Regions from separate parts of the Callithrix jacchus genome. Here region 1 is linked to region 2. A link is a contact called in public Hi-C data. All regions are on one chromosome and are shown on one strand. The core of a region is the stretch at or near the end of the contact, and the rest is flanking DNA. Distances in the headings are between cores, read along the strand shown. Region 1 overlaps LRRFIP1 (LRR binding FLII interacting protein 1). Region 2 overlaps LRRFIP1 (LRR binding FLII interacting protein 1).

Region 1 (4,056 bases), core at 383-2,882, 50 kb before region 2:
ATCCCGTCTCTACTAAAAAATAGAAAAATTAGCTGGGCATGGTGGCTCGTGCCTGTAATCCCAGCTACTTGGGAGGCTGAGGTAGGAGAATTGCCTGAACAGGGACCCGGGAGGTGGCGGTTCCAGTGAGCTGAGATTACACCACTGCACTCCAGCCTGGGCTACAGAGCGAGACTCCATCTTAAAAAAAAAAAAAAAATCCAGTTTAACAGACTGCCAAGTGAACCACTGAAAGCAACTGGCATTTGGCTCCACGGTGTAAAATGCGTTTCTGGCTGCTGGTCAGCAATGGCTCAATATTGTGTACAAATAAACGAAGCTCCAGGTATGCGTTCGTCTACCTATAAAGAAAGCTGTGTCCGTAAAACAAGGGCCCACCAAGTCTTTTTTTCTTTTTGATATTTCTTGCAAGACAGCTGAGAAAGAATACACACTGGGCCCATAAACCTTAATTTTGGAGGGACAGGGCTTTACCACATCTTTATCCTGCATGGTTTTACGTCTATTGCTTTTATAATTTGTAAAATGTCAAATAAGGGGAAAAAACTCCCAAAAACCATAGTTTGCTGTTTCTATCATTTTTTTTTTAAAAAAGTCTGTGCTCTGAAGAACGTAACAGACTCAAAAGAAAATCTGGGCATATTTTAAAGTAGAGACCAGGCAGAAAAAAAATAAAAATTAAGCCCTTGATGAAAGCTGATGGCAAATGTACGTGCAACCTTTCTCTATTTTACATAATAAATTTCATTTTGTGTGTTGTCGGAATGAAAAGGGATTTGCCAGCAAGATTTCCTGAAACACAGGAAGGCAGCGCAGCCCGGTGGAGAGCCACGCAGCCCCACTGGCGTCCACCAGATGGCGGTGTGTCGCTGCCGCAGGGGCCAGGCCCGGACAGAGGGCACGGGCAGTGGAGCCCACCTTAACCAAGCCCCCTTTCCTAAGCCCTCGCAGAGCCGGGTAAGGAATCAGATGGTGTGTTTCATCTCAACATAAAGCACACACTTCCTCTCTAAAATGACGAAGAAATGGAACCCATGCCAGGATTTTAAACACTGTCATGGCCACTGCACGGCCTGGTGTGGAGGCCTGGAGGAGGTGTGCCTGGTGCAGAGTGGGGTCAGAGGGCACAGTAGCCGCAGGTGGTGCAGGTTGCTCTGCCCGCCCACCCCAGCCCGGGACGGCCGAGCACCGAACGCTGCAGACAGAGCAGCCTGTCAGCGTCATGACTCTCGTATTTTGAGCGATACTAAACATTTCAGGCCAGAGTGAAACTTCACACGAACAGGTTTATACAGTATTTGTGTCGTATTTTCTAGCCACAGCTGAGTATATACAAAGACACCGTTGAAAATCTGGAAATAGTCACTTTTAAAATTTGTCTGTGGAATTAGTTTATGTCAGTTTTCCTTTCAAAAGCAAATGTTTCAAGGAGTACATTAAATAGTTTATTAATCCAACCTTCTGATATTGTGTCTAAAGGAGTTTACTACTTAGGTTCATGTACACACGATGCCTGGCGAGGCTTAAGCGCTAGGTTTTCCATGTTTCCTAGAGACAGAGGACCTGTTCACGGACCCAGAGGCACCCTATTCAAGGGCCCAGGTACAAAAAGGAAGCTGTCCCCAATGCCCAGCCAGGCAACACCAGACCCGGGTGGAAAACGGGATCACTGAAGCCACATCCTCGCAAGGTCCCTCTCCAGACACAAGCTAACAGCAAACACTGCTCAGAAAACTCCCATTTTAAGGGTCATTTTCCTTCAGATTTCAATGATAGCAGAATCTACCATTAGAGTGACAGTTTTTGGTTTTAAATCCAATAATATTTACTTTAGCCTGAATGACTTATCTTTGAACTCTGGTGTTTATAATTCAAGACCTGTTTTTCCACCTGGTCCCTGCCCCTGCCTCTTTGTGCAACAAATGCCATGAGTCAAAACAGTGTTGTTTTTCTAGTTCAAACGGGCAGAGATCTGAGTCCATCGCTCCTGTTTTCTCTGAATACGCAAGGTAAGATACGGACCTGCTTTCTCCTTGGGATAATCCTGTTGGATGTTTCAGAAATGTGGTGGCTTTGCCAGGTTCCCAGTGGGATTCCAGGGCCTGGATGACCTGGACCTGTCAGCTTCACCAGGCAGTCGCTCTGCTTGGGGTGGCCCAAGTCTGGGCCATGAACCCTCCGGATTCCAGCTCTCCAGGCACCTTTACCTCCCCACACACCCACGCTGCTGGGCTTCACACCACGTGTGATCACCCGATGAGCATCTGTCTGCCCCTGTCTGTGTGTCCCATGAGGGCTGGGGCAGGTCTCTGTCTGCTCATACAAGGGCCCTGTTTCTGGAACATTCTAGGCGCTCATTAAACACTGAATGAACATAATGTCCTCAAGGAGAAGATCCTGGCCATGCTGGAGGGGAAGAAAACACAGCTCATCCACAGCATGGGAGAAGATGAGAATGAGGTGAACATATTCTGTGTCCCTCTGAGATGGGGCCGATATCCTCTCTGCTTTCCGAAGGACCCTGGGAGGACCAAGGGAGTAGAAAAAACTTTAGGTCTTGACCCTGGTGGTGGTCTCTGGACACTGAAGCAGTTTATTTTCTTGAAGTGGGACAAGTGGTCACTTCCTTCATTCTGGTTACTACTGCCCTTGAATGCCACTGCCCTCCTGCCACCCCAAAGGGGGCACCAGCCCTCCCTCCCCTCTGACAAGTGTGACAAGTTCACCTGTACACCTGCATCCCCCAAACGCAGGGTGGGACTTCCTGTAGAGACTGCAGGGCTGCCCCTGCCTGACTTCACATTTTCCTTGTCCCCTGTCCTCACTCAAACTGGCCCTGGATACGTGTTCCTGATGATGTCCTGGGAGCATTTTCCATGAGCTGCTCGCTGGAACAACTGTAACCCGTCCCTGGCTAACCCCAGCCACGGAGAAACAAGTTTCCATGCCCCTTTGTGTTTGGTTATTACTGCTTTTTTTTTTTTTTTGAGACAGTCTCACTGTGTTGTCCAGGCTGGAGTAGTACAATGGTGTGATCTTGGTTCACTGCGAGCTCCACCTCGCAGGTTCAAGTCTCCTGCCTCAGCCTCCTAAGTAACTGGGATTACAGGTGTGCACCACCATACCTGGCTAATTTTTGTATTTTTAGTAGAGACAGGGTTTCACTACTGAGGTCAGGCTGGTCTCAAACTCCTCATGATCCACCCTCCTCGGCCTCCCAAAGTGCCAGGGTTAGAGGCATGAGCTGCTGCGCCTGACCTGTTTTTGCTATTTAAGGGTGTCGTGATCCCTCTTTCCAGGGGAAGCACAGGAAGCTTATGTGCCAGCTAGATGTCCCAAACCAGGAAGGAGAGCTGTGACATTTGAACCTGGGTTCTGAAACACCTTGCCTTAAAGCACTTCCTGCTCCATGTGACCCTGAGGAAGGCCAGATTGGAGGGTCATTTGCCTTTGCCCCCATGCTCACCCTAGGCCCTGCCCAAGACCTACTGCTCCTCCCTCCCAGGAGGAAGGATCGGGGAGTCCCATCCAGGCCCTCCTGGCTTCTTCCCATCAACAAAGCCAAACACATCCACCAATACTTTCTGTTGTACCAGGAGGTCCAAAATACACAGCAATGGTGTAAGTGTCCCAAGAAGGAAAACAGAAATGGAGTCGATTGAGTGTAAGAGGACCGTGAGTTTTGGAAATTATGGAAAGAAGCCAGCTTACTTCTGTCTCCCAGGCCCTTCAGATACTAGGGATGCTGCCTGTGCTCGCCGTCCTTCTATCCTTAACGTGATCAATCAAGGAATACTGTAACCACATCCCCTAGGGAACTGCCCTGTACTCTGCAGAGACCTCTCTGCATTCTAAGAACCACATATAGGAGGTTTCATCAGATGTGGGGTCCCCAGCCACCATGAGGCATCCAGGATGAGAAGGAGGACAGCCCCGGCCCTCACTGTGGCATTCTGACCTTCATTCCCTAAGCGTGCCAACCGCCCCACGAGCAACTGACCTTTGTTAGCTGAGCAATGGATTCAGGGAAGGAAGAGCAGACACGAGGAGGTCACC
Region 2 (3,761 bases), core at 297-2,796:
TCAGCCACAGCCCCCAGCTTGGGCTCTATCCCCTACAGTTATGTGATCCTGGATAAAGTGCTCCATTTTGAACAACAGCCCTCATTATAGAAGGAGGAAGAGACATAAAAGAGCTTCCTTCCCCTCTGAAATTCCTTGTCTTTATGCCAGAGGTGAATTATTTGTCCACAGACTTTCTCTGTTTTGCTAATGGAGCTCTCCAGATTTTGCTTTTCAGAAGAATAGCTTCTTTAAAGTACTTCGCATACTAAAATGGCAAAACATATTCACAGGGACAAAATGATTGATGTTACTTTATCGAGGACTCACACATCGACCTATTCAAACCTCACAACGATCTTGGGCTTAGCTGCCACCCACACTGGTGCTGAGGAATAAATATGCTCTATATGCTCCACAGTATCTTCCAGACAAGCGAACTGCTACTCTTGCCGTTAATACATTTTTTTGCTTTTCCTGAGATGCATGAATCTTCATATTTCCTTCAATAGCCTCAACATGCTGGAAATACAAGAGGATGACTACCACTAACATGGACGTGCGGGACTGAGTGGTGAGGGCGGCTGGGTGTCCCCTCTGCCGTGTCCTCTCCAGGTGACAGGTTTCCTTCCAGGCAGCACATCTGGGCTCCACTCCCTTCACCTTTACCTGCTCTGCTCAAGGTTGTCCTACAAACCCCAGACCTTGAAGGTTTCACAAAACCACTGAAATGGTTTCGTCTGAGACTAAGGCTGAAAGCTCTACCAGTACCAGGGATTTCCCACGTCTGGCAGCACACGGAGACTGACAATCTTTCCTGTATTCAGCGGATATTCCCTGGAACCAGCTATAAAAGAAACGGCAGCTGTCATGTTTATCCTCCATGAACTTGTGTACTTGCATGAGGCGGGGGAAGAGCTCTATCGTACCCAGGGGGAGAACAAAAACCAAAACCACTTAAACCACAGCTGCTCTCAGGTGTGTGGCGACATAGGCAGCAGTGAACATTTTAGCGTAGTACAAAAATAGCCAAACAAGTCCCACAGCTGTTTCATTTCTACCATTATTTTCCATATGTTGAAAAATAGTTCATTGGGCCGGGCGCAGTGGCTCACACCTGTAATCCAGCACTTTGGGAGGCCGAGGCAGGTGGATCACTTGAGGTCAGGAGTTTGAGACCCGCCTGGACAACATGGTGAAACCCTGTCTCTACTAGAAATACAAAAATTAGCTGGGTGTGGTGGCACAAGCCTATAGTCCCAGCTACTCAGGAGGCTGAGGCAGGAGAATCATTTGAACCTGGGAGATGGAGGTTTCAGTGAGCCGAGATCACACCAATGTGCTCCAGTCTGGGTGACAGAGTAAGACTCTGTCTCAAAAAAAAAAAGAAGAGAAAGTTCACGGACTGACTGCTCTATTCTGCCTGGAAATGACCAGGCAGAGAACAGAAGAGTGTGATAGAGTGAAGGCTTCTCAGTATGTATTCAGGACAAGGACTTCGCTCTAAGAGGCAGCTTTAGTAAAGATACACCCTTCAGCCTCAATACTGGGGTATGGGACGGCAGGGCTGCAGAGAAAAGCAGGCAGCAGTGACCAAAGCAGCAGCCACAGCTGTCTTGACATTTACTACCTGCCAGCCCCTGCCTGCAGCACTGCGCAGTGGTGAGAATTATCAGTACCGGTTCCGAGTCAGCAGGCCCGGATCTGAACTGGCTCTGCTCCTGACCAGCTGTGAGGGCTTGGAAAGTCCCTGAACTTTCTGAGCCTCAGTTTCCTCTTTATCTGAAAAATGGAGAGAAAAGTGCTCCCCATGAGGTTACCGCAAGGGTTAGGGAAGACCTTCATATAAGACACCAGGTAGACTCAGCAGGGCTTTGGTAAATGTTAGCTACTTTTACTACTTAGTTCTTCTTTGACAGTTACTGACCTGAGTATAAATGCAGTTCAGAGGCGTTTAGAAGCACAATGAGAAGACAAGCATGCTAAGGCACCCACCTAGCAGAGCAGCAGGAAAAAGTGCCCCGGGGGAAACATCAGAGGAGGCGAGCAGAGGTTCCCAACCCACACAGAGAGCCCACTCCTTTCCCTAGAAAAATCATACACCCACTTCCCACAGACAATGAGAAAGACTGAAGGCTCACAGTGGTGATCTTCTTCATCATACAAACACATAAATGAAACATCTTGGTTAAAATTAAATCTTTGTTATGTGATTTCAGATAAATTACCTCTCTACTACAAAGTAGTTGTACTTTAGATTCAAGGGGAAACTACTTACCTAATTTTAAAGTTGTAAAGTTACAATACCAGGGAGAAACCACTGGAAGCACTGAGCACCGGCCCTTTCCAAAATGAAGGAGTGAGTCTCACAATACATATCATTTGTGTTGCTGGGTGTGTGTGTGTTTTAGTTGATTGTTTTGGAATCTGGCCGGGGGCAGGGGGATTATTCTACTGGTCTATAATCAAATACATGGCAACTCTGAATGATTAAATCTTGCATGTAGTCAAAATATTTAATTTGGGAGAAAGAAATGAATTTACTTAATTTTATCTAGGTAGTCTGAATAATGAAAGTTCTAGTAAGTCCATTCCATGAAAATAAGCTTCTTTATTAAAAAACAAAACAAAACAACAAAACTCAAATTTGGGCAGCCTCTGGTAAAAACAGTAAGGTAATAAAAATCCTCTTCTCCTGTTCCACGTCTAACATGTAGTGAGATGTAACAGACTCACTGACTGGAGAACACGCTGGTAATCTAAACATTATCGCCTCTGGGGCTTCAAGATTACTCCTTTAAATATGAGCAGATATTTTGGAAGCACTGGCATATGAGTAACCAGTCATAAACAATTCCTTTGCTGAGTCACACGCCTGATTTTTTCGGGGATAAGAAATTCCTCTTGGCCATTGCCTTTTGAGGAGCAAACACACTGCGCCAACATTTAGCCTCACAATTCTGTAGGGATTGGATAAGAATCTCACTCTAATCAGGTAACGCTCCAATCAACTTCGCTGAAACACATTTTGCAACTATAAATAACTTGATTTCCTGTGCTCAGCGTAAGTGGCAGTTGAGACTGCAGGGTTTTTTGAAAGTTGCTAAGGAGGCTTCCGCTGTATGATATTAGTTCAGAGTGAACAGAAACTGACTCTGAAAGGAAAAGGGAAATTTAATCTCCATCTCTGCCCCAGTAGGACACTCTCAATACTATTAGAAAAGACCTACCTTACTATATTTCTATCTTACCTGCCCGGGGAAATGACATGCCTAAAACACACCATATGATTCCAGGTTCTACCATCTCAGACTGAGCTAGGGCAGAGCCGGCCCACCTTGTGCCAACTTCATCCCCACATTGGTCAAGACTCCCACTCTCCCAGACCTGGGGACCCTGGGCCAGTTACCTACAATGAGATGGGGCTTGGGAGGATGTGTGTGCATGCTCTCCTCTAACAGCCTTCTCCCAGTGCTGGTGGTTTAGAAAGGCTGAGTGCTAATCGGTATGTGGAAAGAGAGGGGGTGACACAAGTCATCGCAAACACGGGGAAGTTACAAAAGCTGAGGAAATGCCGTTTCTCCACTGTCCCCATTGGAGCCTCTCCTATGGCTCCAGGGCCAGCGCCCACTTGCTGAAGCCCAAGCTCCCACTCAGATCCTGCTTTTGTCTTCTAATTGAGGTGGAATTCACCAAATCTACTTCCTCCGACCAACCCAGCTCTCCTCTGAATGGATGCGGCCCCCAGTCCCTCCTCTCCACAGGAGACCCATCTCTGAACC

The links. A called contact is a pair of places that touch in the nucleus more often than the background predicts.
Region 1: a Hi-C map of skeletal muscle shows a contact between it and region 2, with 2.7 times the contacts expected there. The contact joins two enhancer-like sites. A contact is called at or near these places in 2 of 3 Hi-C or Micro-C datasets (induced pluripotent stem cells and skeletal muscle).

The regions. Positions count from the first base shown.
Region 1 is chr6:159,054,402-159,058,457 of calJac240_pri, reverse strand. The region is part of intron 7 of LRRFIP1 (LRR binding FLII interacting protein 1); the gene reads right to left. Among named protein-coding and RNA genes, the nearest start is that of RBM44, 52 kb to the left of the region's middle. Within about 2 kb of position 1,632, at least 6 of the 16 cell types and tissues checked have an H3K27ac peak or open chromatin away from gene starts, as enhancers often do. A contact at or near this core is called in skeletal muscle, where this site is marked.
Region 2 is chr6:159,005,041-159,008,801 of calJac240_pri, reverse strand. The region is part of intron 1 of LRRFIP1 (LRR binding FLII interacting protein 1); the gene reads right to left. Among named protein-coding and RNA genes, the nearest start is that of LRRFIP1, 77 kb to the right of the region's middle. Within about 2 kb of position 1,546, at least 5 of the 16 cell types and tissues checked have an H3K27ac peak or open chromatin away from gene starts, as enhancers often do. A contact at or near this core is called in skeletal muscle, where this site is marked.